2 separate regions of the Zea mays genome follow, and region 2 is linked to region 1. The links are chromatin contacts, called in public Hi-C maps. All regions are on one chromosome and are shown on one strand. Each heading gives the region's core, a stretch centred on a gene start, on an enhancer-like site or on the middle of the called end of the contact. The rest is flanking DNA. Distances are from core to core; before and after follow the strand shown.

Region 1 (6,369 bases), core at 2,273-4,772:
CGGAGTTTGTTGGAGGAGACTTCTTTTTCGGCGGATCTGCAATGCGGTGTAGAGTTCCCTCTTCATCTGCTATGGATGAGATTGTTCCAAAGCAGAATACGGATCCGGGACGGAGGGTGATCTTGCTGTGGAAGGTGACGGCCATTGAGCTAGCTTGGATCGTCGACACACCCCCTACCTGGCGCGCCAGCTGTCGGTGTTTTGGATCCGACCGCACACCCGGGGTTGCCCCTCTAGGTGTTTTAGGAGTAGGACGGTGTCGCCGACTGTAGCAAAATGGTTCGTGCCAGATGCACGGGGGACAATGGACAGTGTTTACAGGTTCGGGCCGCTTAGAGATGCGTAACACCCTACGTCCTAGTGAGTATGCTTTGTGTAATGAGTTACAAGGTAGCTCTCTAAAGTGAGAACGTGGAGAGTTGAGGTGGATGGCTGAGTGATGGGATCGATCGTTCTGAAGGGGTGCCCCCTAGGCCTTATATATTCGACCGTGGGGCAATACATGTGGATATGATAACAATGTGCACCTAAAAGATAGTGAACTGTTTGAGTCTATCTTCCTATGGTTCTGCCGACTTATCCTCGCATGGTTCCGTTGCATGGGACTCCAGCACGGGAAAGTCGGATCTTTGTTGTGGTCGCTTGCTCAACGCTGTGGGCCGTCCGAGCTTGCACCAATCCGGCCTTACGTCAACCTGCTTTACTGATTGTCCCTCCCCAGGCCCACGAAGGAATGACCTTACGATTTATTGGGCTCTTGGGCCTCTCGTGAGGTCTTTTACCCTTCCACTGGACCCGGGGATATCTGTCCCCCACCCCCCACTATAGGTGTACATTCGGGCCGCCCGACCCGGCCCGGCCCAAGCCCGAAAAGGCCCGTAATGTTTGAATTTCGGGCCGGCCCGGCCCGTTTGAATTTCGGGTCGGGCCGGGCCGGCCCATAGACCTAGCTCTCGGCCCACGGCCCGGCCCGTAATTGCTTAAACGTGTCGGGCTCATTTCGGGCGGCCCGAAATTATAAAAGCCCGAAATTCACATTACGGCCCGAAATTCAATTTTAGGCCCGAAATTCAATTTTAGGCCCGAAATTCAGTTTTTGGCCCAAAATTCACATTAGAGCCCTAAATTCAAAAAAAAAACAAATAAAAGATAAGACAAATAAATTTGAACAAAATCAAACTTAGTATTTGTATTAAAGTTACCACAGCTACGCAATGACTACCTCATTTATAAATCATTTTGTTAGAAGGAAAAAGAGTATAATCAGCTCTATACAAAGTTTGTAAGTTCAGTTTATTGTCTAATGTTCATAACAAAAGCAAAATTACATCACACACTCTAATTCAAAGCTACAAAAAACATCTAACTAGCATTATCTCTAGCTTTGTGTTATTTATCAAGTATATGAAAGTGTGAAATGAAGTGTGGTTTTAATAAATATATGGGCCTTTTCGTGCCTCTATATGGGCCATTTCGTGCCTGCCTTAAACGGATCGTGCTCGTGCCCACCCATGGGCCGTGACCTCGGCCCAAACCCGGCCCGTTATAACGGGCCGTGCCGGCCCGGCACTAAATTATTTCGGGTCGTGCCGTGCCTGGGCCGTGCTTTTTTTCCGTGCTTTGGGCCGGCCCACCAGGCCCGGCCCAAATGTACACCTATACCCCCCACCCCTCGAGCTAGTAGGACTGTAGGAGAAAACAAGGGAAAAGAGGGGTGTGGTGCCTCGCTGCCACCTTCCTCACCCTGCCGCCCGCACTTGTGACTTGCCATTTTGCCAATGAGCTCGGGCAACCGTAGCCAGCCAGCGACGAGAGGGGAGGAAGGGGACTAGCGGTAGGCGGTAGCACGATGGCAGTGTTGCCCGTTTCGCTTGACGGACAGGATGAAGCGAGGGCTGAGCCTCTAAAGCTCTCCCATCGTCGATTTTTTACACCTCTCAAGGTGGTCGGTGAGCTATTAAAAAGTCCTTGCCCTCGGAGAGACACGTGGGACTTGCCCAGCTATTAAAAAGTCCGTTTGAGACAGCTTTTTCTGAAGAGTTTTTATGAAAATCTAGATTCATGAATAATCTAGAATATAAATTATAAAATGAGTTCATGACACATTTAGAGATGTTGTACCAAGTGATTTCAGGCTTATTACTTGCTTCAACATCTACACACAATATATATCGATCCACCATAATGAACAATACAATCGTAAGTCACAAGCACACAGGTTCAGCCACACCATTAAGTTATGTCTATGTCCCCGGTGTTGAGGTGACCACAAAGGTAATTACATTGTCTTCCAATTCCTCTTTTTTGCAAGCGATCATAAAGATAAATCCAAGATTTCCACTAGAACAATATGGGTATTACAAACTTTCTTGTTCCCCTCACAAACACATGTCTATGGTGTCACTAAACAACACCTAACCAACTAGGGTTCTAGAAACCCAAGAGTAATAAAATGAAAACCAAACCATCGGTGAGCAACACAAGTGCTCAAGAGATAGACTTACTATAGAGTTGAAATCACAAATATCTCACTCCAGTCCCACTCACAAAGATGAGGATCTATGCTTGAGTGAGATCTATGTTGTATACTCAGTGATTTAGAGTCCCTAACAAGCTTGTTTAGTGTCTATTTGATTGGGTTGTGGCTATAAAAAGAAGTTGATGTGGACCGTAAGCTATGAAAAAAAATATGTTGTGGACTACAAGTTGAAAAAAAGAAGATAAAAGTCATTTGGTGGAATTGGCTGTAGTTGTGGGAGTTACGGACGAGCAGACGTCGCCGCTATCAGTTGGGGTGATAGAAGAAAAAAAAGAAGCGCTATTTTTCATTTATTAGTGACAGACGAGTAATATTTATAAAGTTTTTCCACTCAAAAACCGCAAAAAATAGCTTCATATATGCTTTTTAATTTTTCACTGCGAAGAAAGACGGCTTTACAAAATTGCTGGCTGAAATTAGACCTTTGGCTTAGCTTTTAGCTTTTAAGAAGCACTGGCTACTAGTATTTAAATCCTTGATCAGAGCTTCCTACCTCTCTATGTAGTGCAGGAAGATCTCGGATATTTTACAAATGTATTTTTTCTAGTTTGTTCTATCAAATCAGCATGAATGAATATCTTGGTTTTCAAGGCTGTGAAGTCAGCTTGCTTTTCAAGCCCCTGTTTGAATTGGGCTTCACATTTTTCACAAGCTCGGCCCATCCCCTGATACACAACCCAAAATAATTGACTTTCTTGAGTGAGTAGTCGATGTTGGGTATGAATGCATCAGTATCCAGGAAAGCAGCAACGTTTCTCCTGTTGACCTTGCTACTCAACGACAAGCAATCTTCGCTAGCAAGCGGTGGACGAGGACAGGTTGACGTTTCTTCGAACCATGCGCTAAACCCCAGATCTTTTCTACTAGTAGTACGATCTGAAGAACCAAGTTGATCCCGTCAAACCAATCCGAGGAACGAGATCATTCCTCAAGTCAGTTGCTGCCTGCTGGGCACGAGAAAGGAAGCCAGGCAAGCTGCCTTCAAATTCCCAACCTCTTGGCATTGGCAGTGGCAGTTGACGCCCTCCCCGTCTCCTCGATCAGCGTCCGACCGCCATGGGTGGCCTCAAGCTCCGGCGGCTGGCATCCACCTTCCTCTCCCCAGGCCCCGCATCCCCGGGCTCCGCGGCCGACGCGCACCACTCGGTGTGGCGCGCGACGGCTCACCACCCTAGCACGGCGCCGCCGTCCGCGCAGCACATGGACGCGCTCCTGGCCTTCGGGCGGGGCTCGCGCCTCTCCGCCGCGTCGCTCGCCGCGGCGCTCGTGGACCGCCTGCGCGCCGCGGCTTCGGGGCAGGGCGACGCCGCCGTGGCTCTCAAGTGCCTCGTGGCGCTCAGGGTCCTCCTGGCGCGGGGCGCGTTCATCCTCCGCGACCAGCTCCTCGCCGCGCTCGCCCGGCACCCGGCCTCCGGGCGCAACCCGCTCGCGCTGTCGTCGTTCCCGCTCGGCCGGTCCTCCTTCGCCGCCGCGTCGTGGGTCCGGTTCTCCGCGCGGCTCCTGGAGCTCCTCCTCCTGCTCCCGGACGCCTCCGCCTCCGCCGACGCCGACGCCGAGTACCTCACCGCGCTCCCCAACCCGCACCTGGTCGCCGAGCTCGCCGCCTTCGTGTCCGTCGCGGACGCCGTCCGCCAGGCCCCGCCGCCCCCGCCCTCGGGCCCACAGCCCAACGCGCTCATCTGGGAGGCCGTCCGCCTCGCCGACGAGGACCGCGTCGCGGCGGAGCGGAGCATCGTCGCGCGGGTCCAGGAGATGGGGGAGCGCCTCGACACGCTCTCCCTGGCCGACGCCGTGGAGCTGGTGTGCGTGCTGCGGCGGGTGGAGGACGGCACCGCGTCGGATTGCAAGTGGGCGGGGCTGGACGAGGGCGTCGCGCGCGCGGCTCGGGGCCTCCGCGAGCGCGCCGAGGATGTGGTGCTGCGGAGGACGGTGGAGGAACGGCGCCTGGTGCGGAGGGACGCCGCGGGCAGCGCGTCCGCGCGCACCATCCTGCCGATCCGCGCCGCTGCTGGCGACGGCGGCGCCGTCCGGTTCGGGTCCACAAGGTGGGCTGGCACAGTTTCTGCGCCGCGTAGACGGTAGGACAACGTGTACAGTGTGCACTTCTTTTTTTTAGTTCTTCTCATGGTTCACTCAACACGTTTCAAATTCTTGTAATTGCAGATTTGCAGTCGAGATTTTTTTGTTGTAAATTTTTTGTTGTAGTGCTTGTTGTTGTGTTTGATACAAATGGCCATGGTGTAAATATTGGGCGAGAACGTGAATGGAAGCGCTTGCTACGAGATGTCTGCTCGATCAAAAAAAAAATATTTGTGGGCTGCTTGCCGCTCACTTGTGATTTGTGAAGGTGAAAGCTCTGCAAGAGGGAACCATGCAATGAAGACTCAGGCGTGTCGTACTTTGCTACTCTTGTGGTTAATCGATCAGCTTACGCGGTAGAAAATGATGCTTTGGTGGCGTGATGGATGTTCAGAAGATGCAAACGTAGCTGTTACTCTCCCGGTGTCTATGCCACACACCTAAGATATGATCATAATTAGCTGTTTCTGGTGGGGTATCTGCATATCCATGTAACATTGACTTTGCTGCACAACTTTGCTACTATAGTATAGTCGAGTGACGAGTGTCGACATCAGTAGATTAAAACTATATCGAGCTTGTGCACTTTATTCGGAGAGATATTTTTGGCTTGGACCTGCTTGCTACTTTATCTTGCAGTCTTGGTTACAAAATCGGTGCTCGGTGCGATCTGCGCTCTGCCGTGGCATCGTCTACAATCTACGCACGGAATGTTGCTCTCCTCTCCAGTATCCATACAACTTAGTACAGTATTTTTCTAGTTTAAAGATGTACTATGCACTTGTAGGTGCACCGTGCACGGAGTGGTATACCCTTCGTGATCTGTGTTCTGCTCCTACCGCCAACCACCACGCAACTCGTTTACTAAAATACTAAATGCTGGTGGTAGTATTTTTGCTGACGGGTCACGGGCTTCTCTCAATCAAATTTTCTAGTTGAACCCCAGCTGCGTACAGGCAACCATTGACCCTGACTATAAAAGGAGGGACTGGAGATCAAGCCTTAAGCAAACAGCTAATTACATTAGTACTAAATATTGACGTATGACGTGACGAAAGGTCCGTCTTCGACTTCGACTACCCACACAGGCCTGTTTCTTCATTCCATGCTACTAGAAAAAAAAAGGAAGCGCCCGACAAATACACAGGGTCATCTGAAACCAAATAATGTATATTGAATGGAACAGTTTATCACCAAACTGACAGATTCAGATAAAGAAAATAAGATAATCACGAGCTGAACATTGACGCACGCACAGTCCACAGGAAGCACGAGCGACAGTACGCGTTTACGAAACATAATATTTAAACAGGAATTACGTTAGTACCTTCGCTTTTACGAGACTTACACGATGAAGAACGGTTTAGAGGCCAATATTGACCGTCCTTCCTTTGATCTTCTCCAGAAGATGCCATAATATATAGCATTATTCATCTATTTATAATTACGGAGTATCTTGATAAAATAATTACAATTCACATCCCTCAGGCCTATACATTTGACCTATCTTGTACAGCGAGGGTGAAACTGTCTTTTTCCTTCACCGCTTTTGTGAAAACTTAGGCTTTGTCATACTTCGTATTTTGTCTATTGTTCCTTCACGGTAATATTGTGAAGTATGCTTCTTTGTCTTTGACTGATCTATCCAAAGGTACTCTAGACAAGGGTAGTTGTAATACTTAGAAATATATCAGATTATAATCATTATCTTGGTGTTTTGGGGAACTACGTAAGAAGGGTCCTAACAATAG
Region 2 (6,369 bases), core at 1,083-3,582, 530 kb before region 1:
CACACAAGGCTTAAATCTAGATCACACAAGGCTTACAGTCAACCATGTTAGCCCGCTCGAGGATGTCCATAGTGTACTGTTGCTGCTGGAAGAAGCCCTCGAGGCAAGACTCATTGGCGGTCCCCAGAAAATGGTTCAGGGGGCCAAAATCCTTCATGACGAACTCATGCTTAAGTGTGGTGATAATCCGAGACATGAGAGCTAAAGAGGAGGCAGTGAGCACGATGCCATCAACATAGAGGAACAGGTACACGGTGTCACTACCACGTTGGTAGATAATGTCCAACTTGGCCTCAACAAAGCCAAGAGAGAGCAGGTATGTGGCAAGCGGGTGTACTTGACATGACCATACAGAGACTTGTTGAGCTTGCATACAATACAGTATGAGCAGAATCCACAAATCTAGCATGCTGGCTGCAGTAGACACTAGACACTAGACGATCTCGGTAAGAGTCCCATGAAGTAAGGCAATCTTAACATCCAATTGATGAACCAGCCACGAGCGGGAGAGTGCAAAAGTGAGAACAGTGTGTATGGTAGCAAGCATAGTTAACACCACAACACTGGGTAAAGACCCGAAGAACCATACATGTATGTTTAATTGCTTAGGAGTTAGGAGCATGTCATATAACTTTTGTTGACAAGTGGTTTATGTTATATGTGGTAAAGTCCACTTTACCCCAAATATCATCTAAAGTAATACTCATTTTCATGTGATATTATTTTTTCAAGTCATATGTTGACCTTAAAAGTTTAAGAACATGTCTTCTACAAGTACTATAAAGTATTTCAAACCTGGATGCACACTTTTAGGTAGATGTTACTATGTGGCTCAATATTTTCACACTAACACCCTTTTCAAACTTATTATATGTGTAATAATCTAATTGAAGAAAATAAAGTCCAGAAACTAAGCATGGATAATCACTTACAAGTAGGGATGGCAACGGATAAACTATCCATGGATAGTGTCTCTGGACATCCATATCTGTGACTTATATCCGATATCCGAACCCGTACCCGTTACCCGCTATAGATAATAAACAGTATCCACATCCGTTACCCGCGGGTAACGGATATCCGCGGATATATCCGTTTGCCCACTACACATACAACATATTTAAATCCAGCAAATTCAAATATGATATCATATTTGTCCAGCAAATTTAAATATGATATCATATCCGTTTGCCCACTATTGAATCTTCCATCACGAGCATCTAAAATAAAGTTGCATGCACATTAGTATCTATATACTTTAAATATAATATATTGGAAAAATGAAGAAAAGTGCTGGATTTAAATATCAAATATAGCAGGGACTGTGGTGGCGGACTGGCGGGCGCGGTGGCAGCACCCGATAGCGGATGCGGTAGGAGTCGGAGTCTGGGAGAGGAGAGATGGAGTGGGCGGCGGCGGTAGGAGTGAGAGAGGATCAGAGGAGAGATGGAGTGGGTCCGGAGCGAGAGCGACCGAGTGAGGGCTTCGCTGCCTGGAACGGTGGAATCTAGGCTTGTGGCCTTGTGGGACGGGAGTACGGGATATTTTAACGGATATTCGGGTATTTGGGTATGGATACTGATTTTTCGTATCCATTTTAAAAATATCCACGGATATCAAATGCTATCCGTATCCGTATCCATGGATACAGACTCGTACCCAAAACCGTGTTCAACGGGTTTTTTTATCCGCGGGTACGCGGATAAATCACATCCATTGTCATCCCTACTTACAAGAGACATATCCTTGTTGGTATGACATATCATAGAAATTGGTATTAAACGCCAATTGAATTTTTATATGTGGTATTTATCATTACGTTATCTTTTAGTTGATATCTTTTATCAGTTTTACGTACTTTTTTTGTGCATTATATTGCTTAAACATTCTTGTGCATCATATTCGTACATTTAGGAAACAAACGGTCTATGTAACATTAGAGTCAGTTAATTTTTATGATATTCTGTTGCACGCAGGAAACATCACAAAATTTAACTATCTTCTACGCTACTACTGTCATTTTTATTTTTATTTTAAATGGAGACAATCAAAAGGACTCATATCAAATCTAACCCATAATAACTATAACAAATAAGAAAAAAATCCTGCGTACATTGGGGGCTCGAGTTGGGATTGGGATTGGGAACAAGAAAAATCTAAGCGAGGAAGACAGAAAGTATAAAGGAGATGAGAAAGAGGCGACGGCCCCGATCGAGCCACAAGAGAAAGGCCGTCCGCCCATCTTGCTATCCTCCCGAGCGGCCGAGTCTGCTCCAACTCCAACTCCGCGCATGGACAACCACGTGTCCCGGAGGCCTGGAGTCCCCGTCCGTCCCTTCCGCGCGCGCTCCCCAAGGTGAGATCAGCATCTCCGTCTCTTCCCCGCCGCTCCTCACTCCCCTACCGCCACCCCTAAAACTAGCCCCATTCCCTTACCAGCGTCCGATCACACTCCTCGGTCCCACGCTTGGATGGATTCCGTCGGTACAAATCGGCCCCCGCTGCGCCCCGTTGCCGCCGCAGCTACTCGACGCAGCGCGCTCCTGCGCCCCCCTAGCCACCTCGGGCTCGGCAATCGGTGAGTGGTTCTGTCGTGGGTCTCGATCAGATCAGATGGTTGATTTCGACGTGCTACTGCTACATTCCTTCGATTCGTGGCGCGGCTTGGCTCGACACTGAATGCTGTGCTCGCTGTGAGTCTGTGCAGTTTTGCGGAGACTAAGCTTGGGATCGCGTCAGGGTGTGGAGGAGGAGGAGGGTATTTTGGAAAGGCAGGTGTCTCGATTTTTGGTAGGTTTGTGCCTCAGTGGCATGCTGATCTGTGGATTATCTGATATAAGCAAATTTCGTGGTGGCGCAGGTACAGGGATTTGATGCCTTGCGGAGTACCACGACGAAAGTTCAGAGCGGGAAGGCGGGGAGGAGTGTGACCAAGGTATCTAATCACACCATGCTCCAGGGCCTGTAGCGCACTACTATTTCATTGAACCACTGGTTCATTATATTATGTTGCTTGATATCATTGGCCAGTTTCAAGTGATGGGTTGGTACCGTGCAAGTAAATTTTTGTTGTATGCAAATGTGTTCTGTATTTATACGCTGTAGTGTATCCTGACACATTTTGCTATTCCAAAATTGAATTTTGCATCTGAACTTACTGTGCATTGTTTGTCATGTGTTCTTTTGGGGATGATGTTTATCCATTTCGTATTTACAGGAAATGGGACACACTTCATCTGGCAATGAAGTGCCCTTGAAATATTCTTCAGGCAAAGCCTTCCCCCTAGGAGTGTCACAAGTTGACGATGGGTTAAATTTTGCAATATTCTCACAACATGCTTCTTCTGTCACCCTTTGCTTGAATTTTCCTGAGAGGTAATATTTTCCCTCAAACTGTGTTGTGATGTTACTTTCCATGTCATTCGACCTAACTGCTGGCTAGTTAACTGAACTTCTTTTGTTTCCCTTCAGATATGAGCTTGTAGTTTTTTTGCCACCTTAGAATTCTAATCTTCTCCATACAATTTTAGTTACCACTGTTACTGTATGTGTTCATACTTCATGGTTGCTTTCTTTGCATATTAAACCTTGGTTAGTCAGTCCATGGCTACTCTTGTTTCAGGGTTTCAAAGAGATGTCAATACTGTTTGCACAACCCGCCACACATCATTTGGTGTTTTGGGATGCGCTTGGCACACTGAAATCTGAAGTGCTTCAATGAACACCCTGTCACCCTCACCCCTGATCATCCACCAACTGAAAAGAATCATATAGGGATGAAACTGGTCGATAGTAATATTTCCTATATGGAAAACAATTCCCACTCAGTCAAACTCTATATTTTCAATTTAACTTAGTGATGACACCAATTCTGTGCTGAAAGAAATTAGAAAAAATCTAAAGTTTAAATACTGTAATGGTTATAACCGATATCACTTTTACTGAAATGATCCCTAATAAATGAAATTTCCATTTCATCACACAACATACCAACAACCAAATCGAAGCCATAACTGAAGGACTATTACCTGATAGGGTCCACAAAGAATGATATAGTTCATGATCCCTCACATTTATTTCCTGTAATGATCTGAATTGTAAACTTGGAGCTTGGTTCAAATCATCACCATGCTGAAAAGCACTGAATTGTAGCCTTTTACTTCTTGCTCTCGAAAAGTAATATGGCATACTCAATATGCCTTCTGATTTTTTTTCAGAGGCAACCAAGATGATGTGGACATTGTAGAGTTTGCTTTAGACCGCCAGAAGAACAAAACTGGAGATATATGGCATGTGTCAGTGGAGGTAATTTTCTTTAGTTCTGATACTATTTTACCTTTGGAGATAAACACATTATTCTTTTTTATGGACAGCTTGCTCCGCACTAACATTCATCAAACAAGAACCGCAATATTTTTTCTTATGTATATTTTTATTGTGGTTACATATTCACTAGTGCATGCTCCATTTAATAAAGATCACCTGCATTTGGGAGGGACTGTACCTGACGTGATACCCATATTTTCAAATTGCTGACCTTCTGTTATGAGCCTATCTTCCCTGTTGACAGAAAGCACTGTTGAGTACTGTCTCATAAAATGAGCTATTTTGCTTCATCAGTTCTAGCTTCTTTGCCCTCTATCTGTTTTGGTGCCCCTTGTATGCATACTCAATTACTAAATTTTCATCCACTTATAATTTACTATAATTGTACTTCTGTACTCATCTGTCAGCTTTAAAGAAGTCTTTTAATTTCAGGGTTTGCCTGCTTCTGGTGTTCTTTATGGGTATCGCATTAATGGTCCTCAAGGGTGGCAACAAGGTCATAGATTTGATGACAGCGTTATTCTTCTGGACCCCTATGCAAAATTAGTTTATGGTCGAAAGCACTTTGCTGTTGAAAAAGAGAAGCCAAGCCAGCTTTTCGGAACATATGATTTCGATAGCTCACCTTTTGACTGGGGTGACAATTATAAGCTTCCTAATTTGCCTGAGGTATTAAGATCTTTTATCAATTATCATAGTGCACAAAATATCCCAAACACGTAATTCTCACCACATTTTCGTTCTTTAATCTAGACAGATCTTGTTATATATGAAATGAATGTCCGTGCCTTCACTGCCGACGAGTCAAGCAGGCTTGCTCCAGCTATTCGTGGAAGTTACCTTGGTGTCATTGATAAAGTAAGATTACCTATTATTATCACAAATTGTGCTTTCTGCTGATTTAGTTTTGGGTACCTGATATTGACACAGGCTACCTTCCAGTTTCCATGCTGATTTTTTAATGACTTATACATGAAATAGTGCTGGTTTCGTAGATTCCTCATTTGCTGGAACTTGGCGTTAATGCAGTGGAACTACTTCCTGTTTTTGAGTTCGATGAGCTGGAGTTGAAGAGGTTCCCTAACCCAAGGGACCACATGGTAAAAGTTTGATAACCTTTTTGATGCAGCACTTCAAATTCATCAGTGGCGTGACACCCCACCTTTTCATTTCAAAGGTAAATACATGGGGATATTCTACAATCAACTTTTTTGCGCCCATGAGTCGTTATGCTAGTGCTGGTGGTGGACCTGTGGCTGCTTCCAAAGAGCTCAAACAGATGGTCAAGGCATTTCATAATTCTGGAATTGAGGTATTGACATCCTGTAGACATAATAAATCTTATGCTTGACCGATGTTTTTGATAATCTTGTCCAAAAAATATTTAATTGTATAATCATATTTCAATAGGTTATTTTGGATGTAGTTTACAACCATACAAATGAAGCTGATGATGTTAACCCTTACATGACTTCCTTTCGTGGTATTGATAACAAGGTGATTGCAGAATACCTCTTTACTTGCTGTTCTATCATTTAAGTTCCAAGTCCATGGAGAGACTTGTATGATGGGGTGTCATCAATCTCTGGACGAATTTGTGAGGAAAACAAATTGTTGTTCTTGTAGGTCTATTACATGTTAGATCTCAACAACAGTGCACAGCTGCTGAACTTCTCGGGTTGCGGTAAAACCATGGTCCTAAGCTTCTCTTTCTAAATTGAGGTCTATTACATGTCATGTTTTTTGGATGCAGTCTGGTACTGCTAGATGCCTATAGGCTATAGGTTAAACACTGTCATGATTTGCATGGTATGCTCCTTGGTTTTAGGGTGGTTCTGTCTTTTGTTACTTATGGCTTATCTCTTGCAATGGTGTTTATTCAAGCATCTCTGGTGACTAAACAGTATATGTGGTTACTAACTTTGTACCATGGACCTTGAATGATACAATGTAGTTTGATGCGCGATACATGTTTTCATTGTGTGTCGCACTGCTGGCAGACTGTACCTGGCAATTACATAATTAATGTGGCTGCTAGGTTAA

What was found. A called contact is a pair of places that touch in the nucleus more often than the background predicts.
Region 2: a Hi-C map of ear shows a contact between it and region 1, with 2.3 times the contacts expected there. The contact joins the promoter of LOC542095 here to the promoter of LOC100191277 in region 1. A contact is called at or near these places in 2 of 25 Hi-C or Micro-C datasets (ear and tassel).

What each region holds. Positions count from the first base shown.
Region 1 is chr7:134,018,352-134,024,720 of Zm-B73-REFERENCE-NAM-5.0, reverse strand. LOC100191277 (clathrin assembly protein) reads left to right here and starts at 3,522. Exons shown (of 1, transcript NM_001136711.1): 1 at 3,522-4,820. The coding sequence starts at 3,596. The coding sequence ends at 4,621.
Region 2 is chr7:134,550,199-134,556,567 of Zm-B73-REFERENCE-NAM-5.0, reverse strand. LOC542095 (isoamylase-type starch debranching enzyme ISO3) reads left to right here and starts at 2,332. Exons shown (of 24, transcript NM_001111728.2): 1 at 2,332-2,578; 2 at 2,708-2,771; 3 at 2,861-2,935; 4 at 3,218-3,375; 5 at 4,218-4,305; 6 at 4,759-4,995; 7 at 5,080-5,184; 8 at 5,322-5,426; 9 at 5,504-5,638; 10 at 5,737-5,823; 11 at 5,953-6,010. The coding sequence starts at 2,472.